Linked DNA regions of Xenopus tropicalis: region 1 is linked to region 2. The links are chromatin contacts, called in public Hi-C maps. All regions are on one chromosome and are shown on one strand. Each heading gives the region's core, a stretch centred on a gene start, on an enhancer-like site or on the middle of the called end of the contact. The rest is flanking DNA. Distances are from core to core; before and after follow the strand shown. Region 1 overlaps ssh1 (protein phosphatase Slingshot homolog 1). Region 2 overlaps coro1c (coronin 1C).

Evidence for each region. A called contact is a pair of places that touch in the nucleus more often than the background predicts.
Region 1: a Hi-C map of liver shows a contact between it and region 2, with 2.6 times the contacts expected there. The contact joins two enhancer-like sites. A contact is called at or near these places in 2 of 5 Hi-C or Micro-C datasets (brain and liver).

What each region holds. Positions count from the first base shown.
Region 1 is chr1:146,465,643-146,471,810 of UCB_Xtro_10.0, forward strand. ssh1 (protein phosphatase Slingshot homolog 1) reads right to left here. Exons shown (of 16, transcript XM_004910620.4): 8 at 5,582-5,647; 9 at 4,218-4,412; 10 at 1,353-1,446; 11 at 1-19. Among named protein-coding and RNA genes, the nearest start is that of coro1c, 29 kb to the left of the region's middle. Within about 2 kb of position 2,024, at least 1 of the 11 cell types and tissues checked has an H3K27ac peak or open chromatin away from gene starts, as enhancers often do. A contact at or near this core is called in liver, where this site is marked.
Region 2 is chr1:146,405,215-146,411,623 of UCB_Xtro_10.0, forward strand. It overlaps coro1c (coronin 1C), which reads right to left. Exons shown (of 11, transcript NM_204052.1): 6 at 2,285-2,404; 7 at 512-616. Among named protein-coding and RNA genes, the nearest start is that of coro1c, 32 kb to the right of the region's middle. Within about 2 kb of position 1,862, at least 1 of the 11 cell types and tissues checked has an H3K27ac peak or open chromatin away from gene starts, as enhancers often do. A contact at or near this core is called in liver, where this site is marked.

The DNA of each region.
Region 1 (6,168 bases), core at 774-3,273, 61 kb after region 2:
CTTCCAGCTCATTGCGAATCTAAAAAGGCAATAAAAATGTTACTAGGTTACACTCTGTTCTCTGATGAATGGAAGTATAGGTTTATTTAATTTTATTCAAAAAGTAAAATAAAAAAAAAAAAAACATTTATCTTACATATTTTACCTTTAACTATGCATTTAGATATGCAGCATTACCCCTTCTAAGCAGTTATTATTCCATGGCTTGAATTCAGATTACCACTTTAGAGGAGTTCTACACAGACTAAAGGTGGGCATACAAGGGCCGATTTCAGCTGCCGATATTGTATTGGCTCGTTGATGCGGCACCTGAACCGACAGCGCCTATGCCTGTCATTTTAATTCATTTGTTTAGCACTAGGGTCAAATGATCACATTAGCCAGATATTGCCCACCCATATGTGTGGGTATATCGGGAGAAGATATGCTTGCTTGACGACCTCGCCAAACTACTAATCTTTCAAAAATTTATAGTAGAGACGTATGGAAACTTTCTCCCAGGAAATAACTTGCTTAAACGTGTTTATAGGAACAATCTTGCTACAACCGACTGTGTGCATGAAGCTTTGTTAGTTTCTAAAAAGATTTTGTTTCCTGTTTTAAAATAAGGTATAAGGTAAAATCTCTTACCTTATACGCCGGGTTGGTGCTCCTGAAGAAAACCGCACCAGCCCGGGGTAGCTGCAAGAGAGTGCTCCTCTTCCATCGTCTGTCTTTGCGCCACTTGCGCAAACGCAGTAAAGCGAAAAGCTGAACTTTAACAAAAAAAGCCACTCTACTGCACATGTGCTGGCCCCAAGATTCAGAAGACAGACAAGAGAAGGAAGAGGGTCGCTCGTTTGCAGCCACCCTGGGCTGATGCCGTTTTGCCACTTGTGCAACCGCAGTAAAGCGAAAAGCCGAACTTTAACAAAAAAAAAAACACTCTTTTAACAGGAGCACCAACCTGGGTATAAGGTAAGCCATTACAATCACTGGGGATGCCTAACATTTTGGCAGCCCCCAGCGATTTTACCTTTCCTTCGCCTTTAAAGGAAGAGGCTCAGATGCAAGCAATACTGTATTTAAACAATAAGAATAATAGTTCTCTGTACTCAACAAGCTATGAACTGATACTGATGCTGATGCTTTTTAATGGAAAATTTGTGGGAAAAAAAACAGCTAAGACATCTGAGCTACACAATATCCATACAGCTGCATATAAAAATCCTCATGCTCTTGTATATCTGTCCTAATTTAAGTACTCCCTGAAAGAAGTTGAAGTGACACCTGTAGCATTTTTAGCATAGCAAAACAAAGGAGCATGCCTAAACATTTTATGCTTGTGCTATGCTGCAACTAAACTTGCTCACCTCTTTGCAGGTCACATTCTCCAAGTCTCTGGTCATCATGATACTCCTTAGTGTTTGTCTTATAACCCACTCAGTCCTCTCCCCCTCACTAGGCCTGAATGCAAAAAAGATACAGTTCATTTAAAAAAAGGATATACAGAGAAAGGAAAACATGCAGGCATGTGGATGGCAAGTTGATAAGGGTATTTACCAAAAGCTCAAACCAGCTACATAAATAAAGATTTACAAATGTAAGGGAATCTGAGCACAGACCAAGGTTTTATAGATCAATTTTACTGTACTATTATTATACTGCTATGAAAGAAAAACATGGTACAGTGAGGTAGCCGGATGCCTTTTGGAGTGGAACTCTACTTCTTGGTCCCTGTGTAAACCAATACAGACCCTTTCAAATAGCCAGCCAGTTTAGGCAATACAAAAAAACTATTTATAGTCTGAGTGGTCAGATTCTTTTTAACCCGGGCTGCATGGAATGTCCAGATAGCAATGAACTGGCTGTCCATGGACAGAAGAGCAACAGATATTTGTCTCTCATCGTTCAAAATGAGGACTGACAAGACATCCAACCAGACATCCAACTGCCTAATGAATCACCTTATATGCAGAAGGAAGCAAGGAGAATTAAATTAAACAGTTCTAGTTTGCGGAATTAAATTGAGGAACCTGTGGTTAACAAGCTCCCTCTTACACAACGGATACCCCTAATACCTTAAGTCTTCAATGCAATCATCTATGTGAATGATTATACTATATACCAGACTTGTGAATATGGAACTGACAAAATCAATACTTGTTAGCTTTATTTTAAAATATACTATCATGTATTAAAATACCTTATTTAGCAGTAAAATACAAGTGGGGAAACATCACATAACCTTGTCTACTAATTTAGCCCCTCTAAAAACCATAATGCCTTGGCTCTTTCAATGCACACTCCTTATACTGGTCATGGGTCAGTTCTGTGTTAATATCAAATAACAAAATAGGCAGTGGTTAGGTTTGGTTCCCACCAGCACATTGCAAAAAGTATATATTTATATTCTCCCTGTGGCTGCAGGGAGGGGGCATATCTATTTTCTCTGTAAGGGACCCCACATGTGACACATGTGAAATCACGGGTGGCCTGTAATTTTCTTCTGAGGGAAATCATTTTGCTCCCACATTTCCCACCTCTAATGAAACATTTGACAGTGTGTTACTGTGACAGGGACCTTATACTGTAAGCTCCACTGGGGCAGGAACTGTTATGAATGATATCTAATCTCTGTAAAGCATTCTGTAAAATGTGAACACTATGTAAAGGTAATATAAAAAAATGTGCATCAAGGGACTGGTAAGCTAAAACAAGTAAGTCCAGCAGCCCTATGCTAAATTTAGTGTTCTTTCAGTTGTGTCAGTATTATTAACTATGTGGGCCAGCAAGCAGCCTAACACGCACCAACTATCATTAAATAACTGTATTTAGCACTGACAAACAAAATAACAGACCACACAGACAGCAATTTAAAGCAGAAGTTCATCTGTAGCATGATGCAAATTCTAAGGCTTATGGAGCAATGGGGTGAAACCCGTCCAGAATAACATTGTTTTAACTAAAGTGCAAGATGAAAGGTGCTAAAAAGTTTTGCTCTGTAGCTCACAAAGCAAGAATATACCAATCACTAGGCCAGAAAACAGTCTTCTGCAAAACTTTAAACATGTAATCCCCTGTACTGTTCATACCTTTTAATCCCTGCATTGTTCACCTCCTGCATTGTTCACACCTCATGCTCAGACTGTAATCACCCACATTGTTTACTTGTACACACCTCAGACAGACTGTAGGAGCAGGGCCAGCATTGTGTCACTGTATATACTGTCTGTGTGTGCCATACTCTTTCTACTCTACCCTGCCTGCGTGTGCCATACACTGGGCAGACATAGTATGGCACACACAGGCAGGGTAGGGCAGGGCAGGGAGAGTTTGGCACACACAGGCAGGGTAGGGTAGGGAGAGTATGACACACACACTATGCTGCCTGGGTGTGTCCTACTCTGCCTGCCCTATGCTGCCTGGGTGAGCCATACCCTGCTTGCTCTAAGCTGCTTGTGGGAGGCGAACCTGGCAGGGGTTGGTTCTGGAAGTTTGTTAGCATTTGTAAATAGTCATTATATGGCCCCTAAGGTGTGTAATTATATGCTGGGGGTTGCTGTACTATCCACAGGGGAAGAGGAGGCAGCATATGGATTTATGGGTGTGTCTTAATATGACTCGTAATATAATTATTTCACATATGAATGAAGGGTGGTATCCCTACAACAACCATTTGTGTTTTTGCTGTGCTACCACCATTAATGTGGGTATGGTCTTAAAAGCTCTTGTGATTATGTAGGTGTGGTTTAAAAAAGGGGTAGTGGTCAAATCTGTCTTCCATTATCAGCCCTCCACCAAATAGGCCAGAAAAATTCTGACCCTCTGTACCACAGAAGTTGGACAGCACTGTGCTAAGTACATTAAGACATTTTGTGCATTATGCTACCAAAACCCTTTCCATTTTAAACAAAACAGGGATTATTCGTCCATATATTGCAACATATTCAAGCTGGCCAACTACGTCAAAGTTATCCCTGGTCTGGCCAGTCCTACACTCTTTATTGCTTTATTATACATTTTATACAGGGACTAATTTTACCTGTAACTTGTTTGTTCTCAAGGTTAAAACCCCCAAATGGTTGCCCTTTTATTGGCCCAATGGGGTCACATAGGCGGGAGTGCAATGAGGCTGTGTCCACAATATTCATACAAAGACAACCTCTGCACTCACCCAGAATCAAAGCAAGAGACATATCAAATATCTAGGTGCTTTCACAACAATGGATACTTACTTCTCCATAAAAATAATGGGGGAATCTGCGCGGGCAGATTCCAGATCCTGCATGGTGTTCCACTCATTGATGCAGCTTTGCTCAGAGCTGATGCAGCTCTCATAGTAAGTAGCCCAGACAAGAGACAGACCTCCAGGAAAGTAATTAAAACGCCTGGCAACCTCACAGGCCTTATGAAGTACTTGAAGGGCTGACCTAAATGAACATAAGAAAAATAAGATGAAGTTTAAACACTGGCTTGCAATCACCAGAAGTAAAATAATCAAATACAGTGGAATCACTGCCTTTATTATTCAAAATCTCATGGCTTGCCAGATCGCTATATTAAAATAGATGCAGAGCTTATGCCACAGTTGCAGTAAATAACTTTGCTGTGTGTTCTGCAAGCCACATGAACTAACAGGTTGTAATAGATTCAGGCTTACTGCCCTTGGCAATACTGATGGCATGGACCATCCATCACCTCAAGCCAACCAACAATTTTTTTTATCAGGCTCTCAGGAGCAGTGCATATCTATGTTGCCTCAATGTTCAAAGCATTCAGCAACAACCGGGGTAATAATCCTCAAGCTGCAGGCTGTTCTGCTTAGTTGTGAAGGACAGTTGGAACAATGAAAGGTGGCATATGCATTTGTGTGGCCACAGAATGATCACTTAGGGCTCTGGCACACAGGGAGATTAGTCGCCCGCGACAAATCTCCCTGTTCGTGGGTGACTAATCTCCCCAAGTTGCCATCATTTGCCATCCCACCGGTGAAAATGTAAGGATGGCACACGCGGCGGCGCGATTTCGGCAAATCGACGAAAATGCCTCGCAAGGCAACTTCGGCAATTTGCCGAAATCGCCTGTGCAGTGTGTGCGACTTACATTTTCACCGGTGGGATGGCAATTCGGGGAGATTAGTCGCCCGCGAACAGGGAGATTTGTCGCGGGCGACTAATCTCCCCGTGTGCCAGAGCCCTTAGATGCCTTGCAGGATTGGCCAGTGAATGGCCTCTTTAAGATAATACTTATTGCGGAACCAATGCCATATTTTTCAAGTGTAGACTAAATGATTATTATCTGTAAAACTATTAGGGTACTTTTATTTCTTGGGGTTACCAGCGCCTTTAAATGGAGGCAATCCACAAGTGTTTTTCTGAAATAAAAGTGCAAATTTCTTCAAGCAGTTTCAAGTATAACAGGTAGACCTGGCTGCTGAAGTCATCATGAGCATGTGTAACTGGTTAACCCCATCAGGATAAGCAGACAAATATGAAAATTTAGCATATACTAACTGAAACAAAGTTTAGGCTAGAGCACAATTTTTACCAGCCAAAAATTTAAAGTCATCAGTCTGAATTACACCTAGTCAGGTACTCACCACATGGCCTGGACAGACACAGGTTTGAACACATGGGTTTTGCCTGCAGTATTAACGCTGAAGCCCCTGAGTGTAAAAAAATGAGAGAATATTAATGCCTTGAGCAGCTTGGAGATTACCTTTTTAGCAATTAATAACAAATATCATCATTTTAATCCCATGGTCCCTGCCAAACAATATGTTCACTACCACAACATTATCATTTTTTATCTTTATAGAATGACTGAAAACAAAATGCATTTTCTTAGAATTTATGCTATGCTAAGTAGGGAACTTCTATGGCTGTTGAAATTTTTTCCAATTTAACAGAATAATTAAATAATAACTTCTTCCTTCAATCAAAAGAACGCACACTAAGTAGATAAGTCATTGCTAATAGTAGCATTTGTTTTTTTCAGTCAGAATTTTGCTTATTAAGTCAGAAAAGAGTTAAAGTGGCTCGGTAAGAGTCAGCCAGGAAACAAAGAAAAGCCCTGTATGTGATCACATTCCTCACCCACACAGCAAAAATGATGGGTTCCATCAAGAAAAGACTGTGGCATTCGGTGATTTAACAGTTTTCCAGCATTTTAGTTCATATAACATGG
Region 2 (6,409 bases), core at 612-3,111:
AAATGTATATTGAAACAGTTGCATTCTTATTAAAACAGATGAGTTAGTGTAGGACTGGCCACAACAATAAAAAAAAAAAAAACAAAAAAAAAAAACCTGTCAGAAGTTATCATGTACATTAGCTTAACTCTGCCACCTGGCACTATTGACCAGTCTAGGTCTCTGCTGTGCTGATTTGGTAATATTATACTGCTCATTTTTGGCGATTGGCATTTAAGCAAAAACCAATTAATGAATCTTAAGCTAGAAGGAGGAGCTTTTTGTTTAAAAAATAAAAAAAAAATAAAAAAATGCTTGCTTCAATGTTTGGGTGGTAGTTTGCCGGTCACCAATATGTTTGCCTCTCGCAAAAATCTCTCCATGGAAAGTGCTGACAGGGACATATGGGCATTTTGACCACTATTCTTTTCTGTATGACCACATCAGATATCAAAATGCCCAGTGTGCCATTAGTCAAAGCGTAAATAGTGCAACTGTTTATCACAGCAGCAGAAAGAACCAAGAAGCTTACCTTTCCACACAAGTAAATGATACTTGTGTCTGGATCATAAAATGGTAGCAAAACTCCATTGCTAGTGTCCATTTCATGTAGTGCAATTGGCTCTTCCATATTTTTCTGCAATTGCAAAAGTGATTAGATTACAGTCAGATAAAATCAATTAGTCTTGTTTTGAAATAAATGACATCCTAATCAGAACACTGGAAAGCAGGAATTCCCAGAACATTAAATACACAGAAGGCATGAATGAGTGGTAACTGCCTTTTGAAAATTTTTAGGCAGTATACCAAAAGACCAGAATTACAGTGAATATATTTGATTACCTGCTGAATGGATAATTGGCCCTCAACCAACTGAATTGTTTGGGCATCTTTCAGATCAGAATGTTTACTGGTGTGGAAAGTCAAACAGGCCACATATAGAGCCTGCACTCCAGATAGGGGGAAAAATATTGGAAAAAAAACTGCCCCTGCCAGTACTGGACTACCTGCACCGTAAGAAAGCCCCAGTGTGGGCAGCCATGTTGGGGCACACGCATGCGCATAATGAGTGCTACAACACAATCATTATGCGCATGTGTGTGGCATAGGAGGGTGATTTACATTCACTGCTCCTACGTCAGGAGCATGCACATAGTAAGCGAGCAGGGAGATCACTTATTATGTCCATGCATGCCAACGAAGATGGCCATCCGCACCGGGAGCTCCCTCCTGGTTTGGGTATCCCAGCGCTGACATGAGGAGTTTTTAATAAAAAGAAAACCCCCCAAGAAATGAATGTTTCCCCCAACTGGGGTGCAGGCTCTTTTAGCCCGTACCTCTGGTGAGGGAAACATTATAGGGGTGATAGGTGCCCTTTAAAGGACAAAATACATTAAGAAGCTTTAAACATATACACATGTTCACTTCTATACATATACGGTAAGTGTACAATGTTGTTATGCTGCTCCTGGTATGCTTTATGTGTACTCAAGGATCTTTACACATGGCCATTTCTAACTATATTCACATGCAGTGGCTCTTTTGTGCATTTCACTATAGGACCATACCAACAAGAGCACATGCAAATGCTAAATGCAGATAAAACTTGACATGAACTTGCCAGATGAAACCACCTTAGTGTGAGATTTTCCAAAGGAAAAGGGCAACTAATGCCCCCATCAAAAACATTAGAAGTATACATTAATATTAGTGCACAGTGATGCTTGGCTACTCCCCAAGTAGCCCTTAAACATGTTTGCTACAGGACAGGTGTAAACAAACAGATTCAGTTGTAACAGACTATTTTTTGCTAGGAACCATTTGCCTTTCAGAAATGCAGGAAGAGAGTCGCTAACCGCATATTATATTGCTACACAGAGAACGATAGCCAGGCACAGCTTTACACAATGATTAGTCTCACATGCATTCTCTGAACTATTTAACCCACCAAAACAGCTGTCTGACAGAAGCTTTGATATGCAGCAGATATACAACAGATGGGAATACATATGCTGGCTCATTAAAATTAACAATGTGGAATACTTTACCTTTACTAAAACAGCTACCAATATCACATATATCATTTGACCAGTAAGGCGTCAGGGGGAGAATTTAGAAAGGCAAAACATCCATAAAATTGCCTGTGACTATGATAATACTGTGTGGAAAGAGACAAGTTTATTTTTGCAAATTACTTTACCTTGTGGTCAAGGCAACAGAAAGACAACAAAAGAACAACAGCTGTCAGGGGTTCCTGGTTGGTGGTTAAGAAAAAACAGACAAGAGGAATAAGTTTAATACGTACTGGATTCCACAGTGCTAGCTGACGTTCACTCATACGACTGAACCCTGTAGTAAAGATGTTTCCATCAGCTAAAAAGATTGCTCTCATAGGCCGGGCACCTTCGTGAGCTTTATCTTTCTCCTGGAAGAAAAATAAAGGAAACCTGTGAGATGACAACTCACATTATCACAGAAATTAGGAGTATGAGAACTTTCATCAAAGCATGCAGTGAGGGAAACTATTGGTTCAACTCTCTTTATAGGAGCAATAAAGGTAAATCAGCTCTATATAAATGAGTTTTCCCTCCTACTCTCTGGTGCCAGTACTCTCCTGCAAAATTAGATTATAAAAAGCTGAACAAATTTTGACTATATTAAGCTGGCCAACAGGAAGTCTTTATTTTTTACTTCTTTTTTTTTTTTTTTTAATTATGAGAAGGTAAAAAGTGAAATTTTAAACTTAAACGTCTCCCTGGAGCAGGTCTGCAAAGGGGGTCATCAACTCTTCTAATTGTATACATTAAACTGTTCTAATTGTATACATTAGTTGACACATTTCTTGTCTTTGGCTCTGCTAAGCATAACCCTAAAGTTTCATCAAGTCAGCTGATGTAATTAATGCAACAGTTTCTTAATTTCCCTCATGCTGCAGAGAAATCAATTAATGTAGCAAATTGTAATAAGAGTCTCTACCTGGATAGCAACATTAAAGTTTAAACTTTAATTTGAAGTTAATATAAAAACAGAAAGCAGTTAAAAAAGGTCTGGGGTAAAATATTATGACTAAACATAGGGTAAGGACACACAGAGCAGTTTAGTCGCCATGACAGATCTCTGCTATCGCGGGTGACTAAGCACTCCGAAATAACTTTCCACCGGCAACAATTGAAGTGGCAGGTGGAAATCCCTTTGCATCGCTTTGGTTTTCCAACAGCGACATCTATTTCGGAGGGTCCTTAACCTTAAAGTGTCTACTTTCTAAACATCTGACAGATTTATTAATGTGTGAAATTTGAGCTCACTAGAGAAAACTTTGGCGAACTCTAACTTTAGCACCCATTGATAAGTATGCTTCTAAAAATTCCACAGAAACAAATAGAATGTTTTCTATGATAACCCTAAGCTTACATTTTGATAAATCTGCCCCATAATTTCTGATGTACTCTGGCAAAATGTTTTTGGAAGGTGAACAATAAGGAGATTTTGTGATACTCACCGTTAAATCCTTTTCTCTCAGGAGGTCTGTGGGACACAGGGACCTTGGGGGTATAGTATCTCCTAGCAGGAGCAGGACACTAGAATAGAAGAATAGGAAGGAAGCCCCTCCTCCCTACTACTATACCCCCTTGCACTTCCTGTTAACTTCAGTTTTGTCAACAAGATAACTAAGGAACAACAATTATATACAGTATACAGAAAATTCAGATGACCGCTTCCAGGGGGGGAAGCCCTGTGTCCCACAGACCTCCTGAGAGAAAAGGATTTAACGGTGAGTATCACAAAATCTCCTTTTCTCTAGCAGGTGTCTGTGGGACACAGGGACCTTGGGGACATACCAAAGCTGTCCCTTATGCCCTAAGGGAGGGCGGAAGCGGAATACTGCTAATTAACAGACCGCAGCCTGAAGAACTTTCCTCCCGAAAAGTGCGTCAGATGCTGCAAACACCTCGAAACTATAGAATTTGGCGAATGAGTGTAGAGATGACCAGGTCGCCGCCTTGCAGACCTGTTCAGCAGATGCTTTATTTCTGAAGGCCCAGGAAGTTCCTATGCCCCTCGTGGAATGAGCCCTGATTTGCAGGGGTGGCGATTTTCCTTTTGCAATGTAGGCTCTGCGAATTGTCTCTTTGATCCATCTCGAAATCGTGGATTTTGAGGCTTGAGAACCACTTTGCGCACCAGTGTGTAAAATGAACAGGGAGTTAGTAGAACGAATTTCCTTGGTACGATGTAAGTAGAACTTGAGCGCTCTGACTGGGTCGAGAGAGTGTAGAGCCACTTCCTTAGAAGACGTTGGTCGCGGACAAAATGAAGGAATAGTGATGTCCTGATTAATGTGGAATGAAGAGACCACCTTGGGCAGAAATGAGGCAGTAGTTCTCAGAACTGCGCGGTCCTCATGGAAAATCAGGTATGGTTGTTGGCAGGAGAGGGAACTGAGTTCTGAAACCCTGCGAGCCGAGGAGATGGCAATGAGGAAAACTGTTTTCCATGTTAGCCAGGCTATTGGAATGGTAGCCATGGGTTCAAAGGGTGCTTTTTGTAGGGCGTTCAGGACTAGGTTGAGGTCCCATGGCGGAATGGGATCGTGGAAGGGAGGATGCAATCGGGAAACTCCCTGTAGGAATGTGGCCACATCTGGCAAGGTAGCTATCCTCTGCTGAAATAGTACAGATAGAGCGGAGATTTGGGATTTTAGAGATCCTAGCGATAGACCCTTGTCGAGACCTGACTGTAGAAAGGATAGTATTCGAGGAACTGAAAATTCCTGGAAGGGATAACCGTTGGAGTGGCACCAATCCCAATAGATCCTCCATACTCTGTGATAGGCCTTAGCAGATACCGGTTTTCTAGCCGCCATCATGGTCTGGATCACTTCCTTAGAGAAGCCCTTTCTGCTGAGAACTAGCGACTCAAGAGCCATGCCGTCAAATTTAGAAATGACGGATTGGGGTGACAGATAGGACCCTGGGTCAGTAAGTCGGAATGTAGAGGAAGTCGCCAGGGATTGTCCCTGCTGAGCGACATCAGATCTGTGAACCATGCCCTCTTGGGCCAATGGGGAGCTATCAGAATTAGTAGGCAAGGTTCTCTCCTGATCTTCCTGAGAACCCGTGGTATGAGAGGAAGTGGAGGGAAGACATACGCCAGGGAGAAATTCCACTCTGCTGTGAGTGCGTCTGCAGCTATTGCCATGGGGTCTCGGCACCTGGCCATGAATGAGGGTACCTGGCGGTTTGATCGCGAGGCCATGAGGTCGACCTCCGGAAGTCCCCACCTGCTTACAATGTCCTGGAATACCCTGGGATTTAGGGCCCACTCTCCTGGATCTAGCTTCTGTCTGCTCAGGTAGTCGGCCTGCCAGTTTTCGAGTCCTGGGATGTAAACCGCTGAGAGGTGGACTTCTCTCGACTCTGCCCAGGTCAGTATCATGCTGACCTCCTTTAGAGCCTGGCGGCTCCTCGTGCCTCCCTGATGATTGAGGTAAGCTACTGTGGTGGCATTGTCCGATTGAATCTTGACCGCCTGTCCCCTGAGTAGGTTCTGCCAATGTAAAAGTGCCAAACGAACCGCTCTGATCTCCAGAATATTGATGGGTAGGCGGCTCTCCGACGCGGACCAGGTTCCCTGGGCTGTGGATTGTTGTAGTACCGCTCCCCATCCCTTTAGACTGGCATCTGTAGTCAGTAGTAGCCACAGTGGCTCTATTAGAGTGCGTCCCTTGGATAGATGTGACCTGTCTAGCCACCATGCCAACGCAACTCTGGTCTTGGGAAGAAGGTGCATTCGTTGATAAAGACTTGTGCGCTTCCACTGGTCCAGTATGTTCCACTGGAGTGGTCGAAGGTGGAATTGAGCAAATGGCACAGCTTCGATGGCCGATACCATCGTGCCCAGAACCTGCATAGCCAGTCGTATGGAAGGAGATGGCGTGGCGAGGAGAAGGCGAACCATGTCCTGCGTCCTTGAGATCTTCTCTGGTGGGAGGAAGACCTTCTGAAGCGTTGTGTCGAATATTAACCCGAGAAAGGACATCCGCTGAGCGGGAATGAGGCATGACTTGGTGGTATTGATCCTCCATCCCAGAGAGGTCAGGGTGTTCAGAACCAAGGATAGCTGGGACATCGCCAAGGTGAACGTAGGAGCCTTGAGAAGGAGGTCGTCGAGGTAAGGGGTTATGGATACCCCCTGAGACCTTAGCGCCGCAGCTGCTGCTGCCATGATCTTGGTGAAGATCCTGGGTGCCGATGTGAGTCCGAAGGGAAGGGAGGTAAACTGGAAGTGTAGATTCTTGATGGCAAAGCGTAAGAATCTCCAGTGCGGAGGGAAAATGGGGACATGGAGATAGGCGTCTTTTATGTCCAGGGTCACCAAGAACTCGTCTGGAGACATGCCGGCAATTACCGATCTTAGTGACTCCATCTTG